2 separate regions of the Drosophila melanogaster genome follow, and region 2 is linked to region 1. A link is a contact called in public Hi-C data. All regions are on one chromosome and are shown on one strand. The core of a region is the stretch at or near the end of the contact, and the rest is flanking DNA. Distances in the headings are between cores, read along the strand shown. Region 1 overlaps tara (taranis). Region 2 overlaps Dad (Daughters against dpp).

What was found. A called contact is a pair of places that touch in the nucleus more often than the background predicts.
Region 2: a Hi-C map of the Kc167 cell line shows a contact between it and region 1, with 2.0 times the contacts expected there. The contact joins two enhancer-like sites. A contact is called at or near these places in 6 of 107 Hi-C or Micro-C datasets (the Kc167 cell line, the OSC cell line, the S2 cell line and 2 more).

What each region holds. Positions count from the first base shown.
Region 1 is chr3R:16,247,238-16,253,458 of dm6, forward strand. All of the region lies in intron 1 of tara (taranis), which reads left to right. Among named protein-coding and RNA genes, the nearest start is that of bor, 14 kb to the right of the region's middle. Within about 2 kb of position 2,859, at least 39 of the 39 cell types and tissues checked have an H3K27ac peak or open chromatin away from gene starts, as enhancers often do. A contact at or near this core is called in the Kc167 cell line, the OSC cell line, the S2 cell line and 1 more, where this site is marked.
Region 2 is chr3R:17,063,449-17,069,004 of dm6, forward strand. It overlaps Dad (Daughters against dpp), which reads left to right. Exons shown (of 8, transcript NM_057912.4): 4 at 1,268-1,321; 5 at 1,388-1,513; 6 at 5,023-5,238; 7 at 5,302-5,452; 8 at 5,522-5,556. Among named protein-coding and RNA genes, the nearest start is that of Ns1, 6.4 kb to the right of the region's middle. Within about 2 kb of position 1,928, at least 32 of the 39 cell types and tissues checked have an H3K27ac peak or open chromatin away from gene starts, as enhancers often do. A contact at or near this core is called in the Kc167 cell line, the OSC cell line, the S2 cell line and 1 more, where this site is marked.

The DNA of each region.
Region 1 (6,221 bases), core at 1,609-4,108:
ATATGGCTATGGCCATGGCTATGGCTATGACTATGGCTATGGGTTCGGGGAATTACCGGCTGGCGACGACGTAAATGGCTCGACGATGACGACGACGGCCGTGTGATGATGACGTGACTCTCAGACGGTCCAGGGCGCGAACAACAACAACAGCAACAGAAGCCACTACACGTGCAATGTCCAACTACCAATGCACTTCCACACGCACACCATTAGCATTATTAAATCGCCAGCCGCAAATTTGCGGTTGCGTCACCTACTTAGCACGCGGACCATAGACCATGGACGATGGCCAGTTGGGTAACTGAGACGGAGGCTGGGGTGGAGAGCGAAACAGGAGCAGGATCCACGGGTTTGCTTAAGGATAACAGTACTACGAGAGCGCCAGCGAAAATTTCCATTAAGCCAAATTAAAGTTATCGTACGCAGAGCAGCGACAGAGCAAGGCCCTCCCAGCTCACCACTACATGGTCCACCCCAATTCTCCACCCACCCAAGCACACTGGCAAAAATAATGCACCCAATATCGTCCTACTGAAAGCACAGCTTGTCAATCAATTGCACTTGCACAGTTTTAATGCATCCTTTAAAATACAAATTTTAAATTTTCAAATACGCATAGCAGAAATTCCACTTTAATTTAATTTTCCACTGTGTACATTTGTTCGTCCTGCCTGCTCCGCATGTCCTCGCTTCCATTTTCATTTCGCTCACTGCTCTCTCTCTGACAACCGCCCCACCACCCACACAACAACAACAGCAGCAATTGAGTACGGCAAAAAAGGGGAAGGCAGTGGAGTGGTTTGAAACATTCCATCTCTCTTTCTCTCTTCCGCACTCCCTTTCTCTTTTGCTCAGCCCACGTAGTGGTGTACGTGCAATTGGAAAAGTGGTTTTCATACTAGTGGATGGCCCAAAACCACCACCACCACTAGCGCCGACAGCAGAGCAGCAGCACCACCACCACCATCAATCCAGCCAAAACCCAGCGCATTTCTCGTCCTGTTTGGTAGGCTTTATTATGCCAGAACTTGGGGGTTAATGGGAGGTACAGTGGGTGGCATAGCATTTCACCCAATTTCATTATATTTGCCAACGTTTTTAGCTTTTATACGTCACACGGTATATCTCACCACACCCAACACGAGAAGTATTCAGAGTGGGTGGCTTGGGTTGATTTTATAAGGGGGATGTCGGAGTATGGAGCGTAGGGTCGTACGATAGAGAAAAGCCGGCTCGACTTTACTGCGCAGGGTCGCCAACTCGACTCGATGAGAGGGGTTGGGATGAGGCGAAGGATATGGGAGGGCTGATGGCAGATGGGTGGTTGGACGGTTGGTATATGGATGTAGGTGGTTTTCGGCTGCCTGTGCTGCCAACCCATTATTATAAGGAATATAATATTATAATAATGTCAGGCATAAAGTGCCAGAAAGAGAGAGACGGAAAAGCAGAGAGGGTGTCTCGGGAAGAGTAGGAATCACCCAACCCTCCGTGGAGCTGATGGAGCTTACACACACACCAGCACAACGAAAACCCGTGTACATGTGCAAAATAAGGTTATTTTATAAACAGTCCACGGTGTTATAAGGGGGAACTGCCATCGGGGGAGAGTTGTATGTATGTGTGGGCGGCCGTATCGAAGCAGAGCCGGAATATACGAGTGCGGGAGTCCGGGAGTTGGCGTCATAGTCACGGATGGGCGCTCGTGGGCGGACATGGGTTAAAGCGGCAAGGCAGCCCTTAAAGAGTGTTAACCAAGGAATCGTTAAATAAAGGACACACAGATTAGGTTTCGCGATAAATCCAAAACTTCAAGATCAACTGAGATAGAATATGAAAAGTACCTATGTACACATGTTAGCATTGATCGGAATATACGATCAGATCACTATGGCCATAAAAAGTAGATTCTAAATTTTATATACTAAAAGTTGTTGATTTGTTTGCGATCAAGATCGACCTAAAAACTATCGACTAAAAACTCCTTTGCTACAAAATAAACTGCGCTTTCTTATAAAACTACTACTATATTCCTTAATGTATAACATAGCATACATATAACTCCCAAAAGCTGTAAACAATCCTCCAGGTTTTCTATAAAGTCTTTATCTTTCCGTGTACTTCGACAGTATCTTCGCATTTTGATTGCCTCATGCCGTAGGAAAATGCCAGCGGGCAACCTTGGTTCGATCCGTTAGCTTTGTGGCGCTGCGCTGGCGAGTCCAAATCCGAATCCGATTCAAACTACGTGAATTTGCGCGCGCTACGCTGCGGCCGTTGTCCGACATCCGACGAATACAATATCCAACATCCGTTATCCCACCACGCTAGCAACCTTCGCAAAAACGAGCGCGCCGTACTTACCACTTACCATACTACAACTGAAAGTGGGGGGTTTTTGGGTGGAATTCTTCGTCCCCTTTGAGATTTTTGCCATTCTAAGCGAAACGCACTAGAAAAACGGTCGCTGTAAGCCTCTGCCTGTTCGTCTTCTTCTTCCCTGCTCTACTCTTCTTTCTTTAGCACTTCGAGTGTTTTCGAAACGCAAAAAGAAACAAAAATATTTTCGACGAAAATCGGAACGCAACACTGCCAACTCAGTCGACGACGAGTCGTCGCTGTTGTTGTCGTTGTTGTTGCCGCCATCATTTATTTTTTCGTCGTTTCTTTTTTTTCCTGCTACGTACTACAAAATTAAACTCGAACGAACCAGCGAACGAACGAACGAACGTTCGCTTGGCTCCGTGCTTTTGGAACGGCAAAAGTTGCGATATTACGTCCCTCGCTATCAACAGCACAGCGATGGCAGCTCTTACCCTGTACAGTGCATATACACGAACAAGCGATTTTAATACATGAAATTTTACTGTGCAGTATACACACACACGCATACGAACACATGCCTACATACATATACAGCACACTGGTTCCATCATCATTATTTACCAGCATTCGCTTTGTTGTTTTGCCCTCGCTCGCTCTCTTCTTCTTCTCTTTGCCTTCCTTCTCTCTCGTGTCATCTCCCTTTACCCCTCTGCGTTGCAGCGGCCCATACTTTATTTTTAACTGTGCGACTGTACTTCGTGTGTCGGTCGTTCGGCTCGTTCGCTTGTACATGTTTTTACATATATACGAACGGAGCGTCTGTATGTATGCGGTGAGTCGAGTCAGCAACATTGGATGTAGCTGTGGATGTACATACATACATATGTAGGCATGGGATGTGGAGTGGAGTCTTTGTTGGTTGGGGCTGTATGTACTTACATACATATATACCCACAGTTTTTTTCATGGTATTTTTTGTTTTTGTAATTTTGTGTTTACCAAGCGGCTTGGTGAATGTACGTACGTACGCCTTGATAGCTGTTGTTGCCTCGTACACTGCGCGACGTGCAATTTGCGCAGTGTGCTGTCGCTCTGACAATTGTTAACGGCAATTGTTGTTGCTCGTTGCCTGTAGCCCTGGTTCCGATTCGGAGCGATTAGCGCACTTGACGCAATGCTCTGGCTCTTTGGCTCTGTTCGCTCTACTCGTTCTCTTGTCTTATCAGCTGGTCTGCGTGATAAGAGCCGTACGGCAAAAATTTTTGCATGCAGATCGATGATCATCGGCTATCTGCCCAGTGGAGAAGCAGCTATTGCGTTCGGGAGACCATCAGCTGGGGATTCCTATTTCGCCTTTTTATTCCAATGTTCAAAGACGCTTGATTTTTGAGATCTTTAGACACGATTCCAGTGTATTTGAACAAGTTAGTTATTTTACAAAAATCTTAAACGGATTCGCATAAAAATAAATTACTGGCGGATGTTATATAAAAGTTACTTTTTAAGGTTCATATTGTTATTAATATTCACATATAAAAATAACTTTATAAAGTTGGCTACAGAATCTGTGTGATCATGATTTTAATGTTCATGAAATTAGAGTTTAAAACAAATAAGTTGGTGTCAATATTCCTATCAAAGGAGGTTCCCAACAGCATACAGGTATTGCTCAGACTACTTCTTATTAGCAGGGCTATCAATCGACCAACAGGTTGATTTCCTGGCAATTTCATTCCCATTTCGAGTCGCCCCGCTACTTGGCAATGGTTCAATCACAGTCGAATTCGTCCTTAAAGTCTCGACAGTCGGAATGACATATTGATGGATCGCTTGGGATGGTCAGGTAGAAAGTGAGTGCAGCAATCCTAGAAAACCGAAATTGAGCCCGAACTCACTGGCGTGTCTAATGCGCTGCATCCTTTTCGGGGATTATGGTTCTCGACCTTAGGTAGAAATGCTCTCCCGACCCTTCGGCGGCTTACAATGGAATGGGATGATATGGGTTGGTTGGATGGTTGGTATTGGGATTTGTAAGGGTCTCGACTCACGTTTCACGAAAGCCTCACTCTGCCGTACACATCTCGCAAACAGCTGAGTTGCCTTTGCCGGAAAGGAGGCGAGGTTGGGAGGTATGGTTCATTGACCAAAAGTTACCATTCTTAACCCCCACTTCCCCCCACTTGGCCTCCTCTCGTATGGGTAATGTATGCTGTCAGCTGTTCCCCCATTTCGCAAAATCACAAACACCATACACATTCACGTACGCAAAGTGGGAAGAGCGAGAGATGCCTTGCAAATTTTCAATGTCACCAATTGCGATGCTAACTTCGCTGCCGGCGTCGCTGCTTATAAATCTTCGACATGAAGCGCAACAAAAAGCCGCAAAAAAAGAAGGCAGAAACAGCAAGCGGCGCGCATTGAAAATTGCTCTAATTCGCCAAAAACAGCTGATTTGGTCGACGACGCCGCCGTCGCGGTGGCTTCCTGTCTCCGTCGCGACCGCTGCCTCCGCCTCTGCTGCCAATCGACGTCCCCACATCGACACGGGGACTCGGACTCGCACTCGAAACTCGTATCGGAATCGGAATCGGAATCGGGGGTTTTGTGTCTGTCAGTCGTGCGGCGAACTCCGTGGTGCGGCAACATGAAATGGCCGACGCAAAATATGCGCACATCAAAAAAGTCTGCCTCATACAACGCAACCCACAAACTCCCCACCACCCCAAAAACCATAGCCCAACCATAGATAGCTCGAGCACAGCCTTGATTCATGTTTGGGTAAACAGTCTTACATCTATGGAGTGGACCAACCATTTTACAAATATTCATTGATACAGTTAAATTGTAGTCCAAAATATTTGTTAGAATAAAGTATTTTTATATATTTTCGTAAGCATAACTCTACTCTCTGGATCTTAGGTAAAAATATGAAAAGCTTTTACTGATTTTTTTTAAATTCTTCTGAACTTTTAGTTGTATAGTTGATATAAACTTTAACATTACAAATGCTATACCTCCGATTGTGCAAGTTCAACGTTAGTGGGAAAGCCGGGCTCGAAAATCTTTCCGTTCCCACATCGTCATGTGCCGCTATAAGCAAATAGCTCGCCCGCTCTGTTATTGTTGTGGGTGTTTGCATTCAAAGTTTTCACCATGAGGGAGGGAAAAATAACCAAGCCAGCATGGGAAACTCCGAGGGACTAGCCACCATATCGGCGTCATCTTGAGCTTCCCATCCACATCCAGATCCACATCCACCAACATATGAAACTAGGAGAGCTGTGCCCGCTGTGTAAGAAGAGTGGGAGAGCGGGTGGTGCGTCTTCGCCCATGTCTTCAATTCAATTCATTTTTATTATGATGAGCTGAAGACCGCTCGGCCGCTGCGTTTTCGTCTTCTTCTTATCCAACTTCGTTGAACCCCAGCTTGCTGGTAATTTTTTTTATTATGCCCCATCGTCGTTGTCTTCGGGCCGGAGCGCTCTTTTTTATGTTTCCAAAGTTTCTTCTTCCTCTATGGCTCGTACACCTAAATTGCTTTGGTGGAGATCGCGGCTTAAACCCAAACCCAGCTCGAAAGCCGAAACTCGACTTTTTTTTTTGCTTCTACTTGTTATTTTTTTCTCTTGACGTTGTTTTTTATGTGCGGCTCTCGGCTCGACTCGAACCGACTCGATTCGCAGCTATCGCACGTTGTGCCGTGCGCCCCAGCCGAAGAATTCAATGTGGGGCCCCAGACCAGAGCACCAGACCCAGACTCGCTCCGACCGTAGTGGATCGGGCCAGAGCCACAGTCGTAGCCAGACCCAAAGCCAAAGCCAAAGCCCACAGCCCAGAGTTAAAGCCGGAGTTTCAGAGCCCAGGCACTGGAGGTAGCAACAACGACAACGGCG
Region 2 (5,556 bases), core at 678-3,177, 820 kb after region 1:
TTATTATTAACCCGAAGTGGATCCGTTGCATAATAATTTTTCAGAGTAAAAATAGGATAGGTTGTTTAACTTGTTCCATTTGTATTAAAGTTCTGATCTGATATTATTAAAATATGTTATATTCATGGCGCACGGTTTATTATTTTTTAAGTAATACATTAATGCAGGCCATAAAATGTTAATGCGATGCTTCATAAATAAGTTAATTTATTTAATTGAATGAGAGGTTCGAAATCTGGCAGGTAATTCATTGAGGCCTTTGTCTGCGCCCATCTCAGTCACCAAAAACGACCTGTTCCGTTTGCTTTTTTGGGAGTGAATTGAAAGAATGGGAACGAAACGGAACGGAGTAGGATGTAGAATGTAAGCGAGATTAAATACAGCGCCATAGGAATCGGAGATGGGAGCTGGTATCTACCAGCGATCGGAGATCGCCGCACATCAAACGATTTTTGCGCCAATAAAAATAAAATGTCCCCCAGTGGGGCTGCCTGATATGCAAAGATTATTTATTTTTATATCGCCGCGCTGATGTTTGGCTTGCTTACGCTTACGCCTGGGTTTGTTTCGACTGCCTATTCTTTCTTTGTGGTTTTTAGTTTTTCTGGCCTTTATTTTTGTTTGGCTTTGTTGCTCTCTCTCTCTGTTTTTGTTTCGCTTTATTTGCTGCTCAAATATTCAAACACTAGTATGTATTAGTTTTGCGAACCATGATCTCATCCTATATGCGCCCCGACTAGAAGACGCGCATTTATAACTCGAAGTTTTCGTTAATTCGAAAGGGTTTGTAATCATACACGTTGCTGTCCGAAATGAAACTTGGTAAAAGTGCATTAGGCCGATAAGGTTGAGATAAGAATTTTCATATGGTTTAGTCAGCCAAACTATTTCATTAACATGGTCAATTTACTTGATAACATTTCGAATTTTTAAACTACCGCAAATTCATGCATTTCGATTGAATCGAGTTATTGATAATGGCATTGTAGAGTTCTTTACCTTTAACTCTTTCTAGCAGGTTATGTTAGTGTGATCTTAAAAGAGCAATAAATAAATAGCTTAATGTGCTGTTATACAAATTTGTTATATAAAATGTATCAGTCTTCAACATCTTATAGCGTACTAATATTTCTAAGACTATGGAGATTTTACTTGTTTATCATGCATCTATTACAAAACTAATAATACCATTCATACAAGTGTACCGTATGTATGTACGTATCTCCAAGATATCTAAAACTATCCCCTCTCTTGTCTACCATTTTAGAATCCCCAACACCGCCGTACCAACGCTCAAAAATGCTGAGACTGAAAGATGCAGGTAAGCCGGCTTTTCCATATACATTTTCGATCCGGGTGTATTAATCAACAAAACCAAATCTTGCAGATTTCGAAGAAGACTCGCAGAACGATGCAAAGTCGGCAGCGCTCAGCACGTGGAGTGCCGAAAGCACCAGCATTTCGAACATCTACAAGCCGGCTCTCTACGAGTCGGTTACCACTGATGGAAAAGGTGAGTTTTGTGCCCCAAAATCCCACTCTCTTTTGCCTCTCCCCCGCTTATCAGGCGATTGGGAGAGAGCACATAAAAAAAATCCATTTTCATTTGTGGAATAAATTCGAGGTATTCGAGGCATACATATTTCATTTTGAATCAAACATCACAACACTGCCTTAATAACACAATCTATTTACGATGTTGAAAAATAGTTGATGAACTTACAAACAAACCAAATAAAATGAAAATATATTTCTAAATGATATTGTTTTCCATGTAACGATATTTTTGTTCGGTGTAAGAAAGTGGAAGAGAGCGAAGTGCTGCGATTATTTTGCCGTTTAGGTGTATTGGGGCTGGTGCCCGGTAGTGGTGTGTGTGAGCGGCGCTCTCTCTGGCGGGCCAGTTGTTGTTGTATCGTGGCGCCAGCTTGCCGCGTCAGGTCGTCACTTTCTATATTGATATTAACTTTTAAGCGAAAACAGCAAAAACGAAATGAAAATAAATAATGAGCGAAAAACAAACACGGGCGGCGGCAGGCTGAGCGAGAGAGAGGGAGTGAGCGCGGAGAGCGAGGTGAGTTGGCGCTCTCGATGGCGCCACAATTTTAATGCTAACTTACAAGAGTGCTTGAAAGGGGGTGCAGAGGCGGAGGGGGTACAAGGGGTCCTATGGGGGCTATGATATCATTCACGGCATTACCATTACCCGGCGACTGAGACGGCCCGTGAAACTGAAACTGGCCAGAACTCACACATGCATACACTCATTCGTGTGTGTGTGTATACCATCGTCCATTTAGCTTTTTTATGGCATTGTACTGGCGACGAAACGACGGAAAACTATTACATTTAAATGGACCGTTAAGTTGCGGCTTTACGACGATTGGGTGACAGGCCAGTTAAAAATAGATTGAAATTTCGATTTGATTGATTCCCATCACAATTTTGTCAAATGGACATTGTTGGCATAGTCTTTGAACTGAGAATGATAGTCTCGAACGGCCTTCTCAAGAATTTTGTAATCAATGATGGGATGATGTTTTAAATATTATGATGGTTAATTAGGAAAGCAAAGGTACTTAGATACATCATCAATATAGTATTAGTTGCAGAACGTCGATAAGTACTATGGAATGTTTAAATCGCCCACATAATTTCAGCTTTCTTGAGCAATCGATTCAATTTCGTAATTGCATTACTGCAACTTCATCGCCGTTCGAACTCGGCCGAAATGGAGCACACACAAGTCGGGCATCCGTGTTTCCCCGAAGGCAACACATGTGTGCCACCGACAAACTTACAGGCCACTGCCTCAACCCACACACATGTACACAGATTGAAGATAAAATATTCTAAATTTAAAGATGATGTAGCAGCCCGTGGATTCGGGCATCTAACACAAATGTATGTACATTTATGTACCTACTTACATAAATATTAGCAAGGGGAATCAGCAGCCATGAAGCGGCGCTACGAATTTACAAATGTGTAGTACAGGAAAAACTGCAGTAGGTAGATCTTTCAAGCAGAACCCTCCTCCAGCTTAGAGCTCTAAGTGTATACATAGCAAATTCTCACTGTCACAATCTTTAATTACCAATGTAAATCGCAATGTTTCACGAAATACTTAAATACAATTCAAATGAAATATCTCAATCTAACCATATTAAGACAACAATTCTTAAGAATCATCGATCCATTAAAATTATTCAAATATTTCTATTTCCCATCTTCAATTGAAATGCCAAAATAATTTATTTATTCAAGGCCAATAATTCGGAAAATATGGCACGTTAAGTGTAATATATGAGGCAGAACCTGTTGAAATTTCTACGTAGATATATTCGATTTCATTTGAGTTTGCACAATGAGGGTGCCAAGCTGATTCCCCAATTTTCCGATTCACCTTTCGCCTGGATCAACTCAACTGGCCCACAATCTTGGCGAGCTGCTACTCTCCCAGTTGAGCGAGCGAGGTGGCGACGGCTGCCTGGTGGGGTAAACAATTTTTCGTGGCCATGGCGAGACGCGACGGAATCGCCGGCGTCGACCTAATTAGGTAAACATCGGACAGGCGCCACTTGCAGCGTCCAACGCCCCCGCTGGCCCGCTCGTTGCCCGCCACTTGCCACCCCATTCGACACATTCTTTGCCATGCAAAATTTTAAAAGCCGTCTACGGATTTATTGCGATATATTTTTACTTGGCGCCACTAGCCGCGCGCCTGGGCTTGGCCTTTAGCGCCTTTCGGCCTTTTCATTTTCCCTGCGATTTTCCTCGATTTTCCGCTGAATCGCTGAGCGATTGTGTAGATTATGTGTGCCGCCCAATGCGCACAGCACATTTCTCGAATCGGCTCTGGCCGTTCTGGCCAACTGCACCGCCGCTGTAATCGAATATCGACCCGCTTGCATTGTTGCCATTGGCAATTTGGCCACCATGGCGTATGCGCGATATTTGCACTCTGTTGTCTGACAATGCTCTTTATGCCATTGTTGATTGATAAATTCCCAAGACGAGGGTGTGTTAATGCTGACAATGGTAATGGTGTCATCTGAAGTAGGTATTTACAAATATATAAATACATAACTACAGATACGGTGGCGTATACGCAATGTTAGCATTGTCTCGCTTTACGACTGCAAACGTTAAACTCAGCGCATTTTGTTTACTAATTCCGAGGCATTCGTAGGTATATTCATTCAATTAAATATAAATTTTTAATTTTATGAATGGTTTGGTTTAATGTGGACATAAATTTCAAACAATTTGTACTCAAAGCCCACGCGTTTTCGAAAACTCTCGTCAGCAAGGATTTCAAATAAAGAGCGGCACTTGTTTCTCACTTTGTTATTGGCCCGACCGACACGCGTTCGAAATCGGAATATACAAATGAACCCATAAACAGACTCTGTGGGTTTGTGCACTAATATATGTTCATATATACACACAGCCAGCCGAGCGGGCCGATATACATACATATGCGCAAATGAATACCACACACATACAGAATACGCGACGCCGGTCTGTTTACGTAATGCCCTGGCGCCAAAATTATTACCATTTAAATGTCTGAGCACACAAGTGAGTGTGAACGTAATGTGAATGTGAATATTTGAATGCGAGACTCGCTGTATTCTGTATTTTCAAACGATATGGCGATATATAGCGCTTACTCCCCCGATATCGCTTGAATGTTATGGCAATTTTAAATCACATTTTATTGGCCGGCGAAAGAGTTATTACCGCTTTAGCTAGCAATTTGTATGCGGGTTACAAGATTGCGATTTGAATAATAGTTATTAATGGGAATAACTTTATCGCAGGCATCTTTATGAATTTAATGAGTTGACAATCTCACAAATAAATAAGCAACTTAACTAGACATTGTAAATTCATTCATATCTAATCTTTGCAGTAGCATGTACATACATAATTACGATTTCTTAAACTGTTTTTTGGAATTATTATTATCCAAATAGATACCTGCATCTACAGCATTGTGTTTTCCTTAAATTTCAGATCATAACATCAACAGTCAGGTGTGGTGCCAAATCGCCTACTGGGAGATGGCCCACCGCGTCGGGGAGTTCTTTCACGCCAAAACGAATGCAGTCAATATCTACACGGATGGGATTGTGGCCAGTGAGGTGGACAGCATGTGCCTACGTGACCTCACACCAGCAGGCAATCAGATCCACTCGGTGGTGCCAAAAGCGCGTCATACGGTCGGATTGGGTAAGAGAAAAGGATTTACTAACGTGAAAAGATATATTAATCGGAGTCCGGTCCGCCTCACAGGGGTCACATTGAGTCTGGAGAACGGCGATGTTTGGATCTACAATCGTGGGAATACAACCATTTTTGTCGATTCACCCACCCTGTCCGAAAATCTGGACCGAGTGTGCAAAGTGATGCCGGGCTATTGTCTGAAGGCCTTTGAAACCAATAGGTAAGATCCGTCAATAAAGTTAACCAGTTGTCAAAGCCTCTTATGATGTATATTTATTCCTTTTCGCAGGGCTGAACTTCTGAGCATGAGAGATCACGGACATC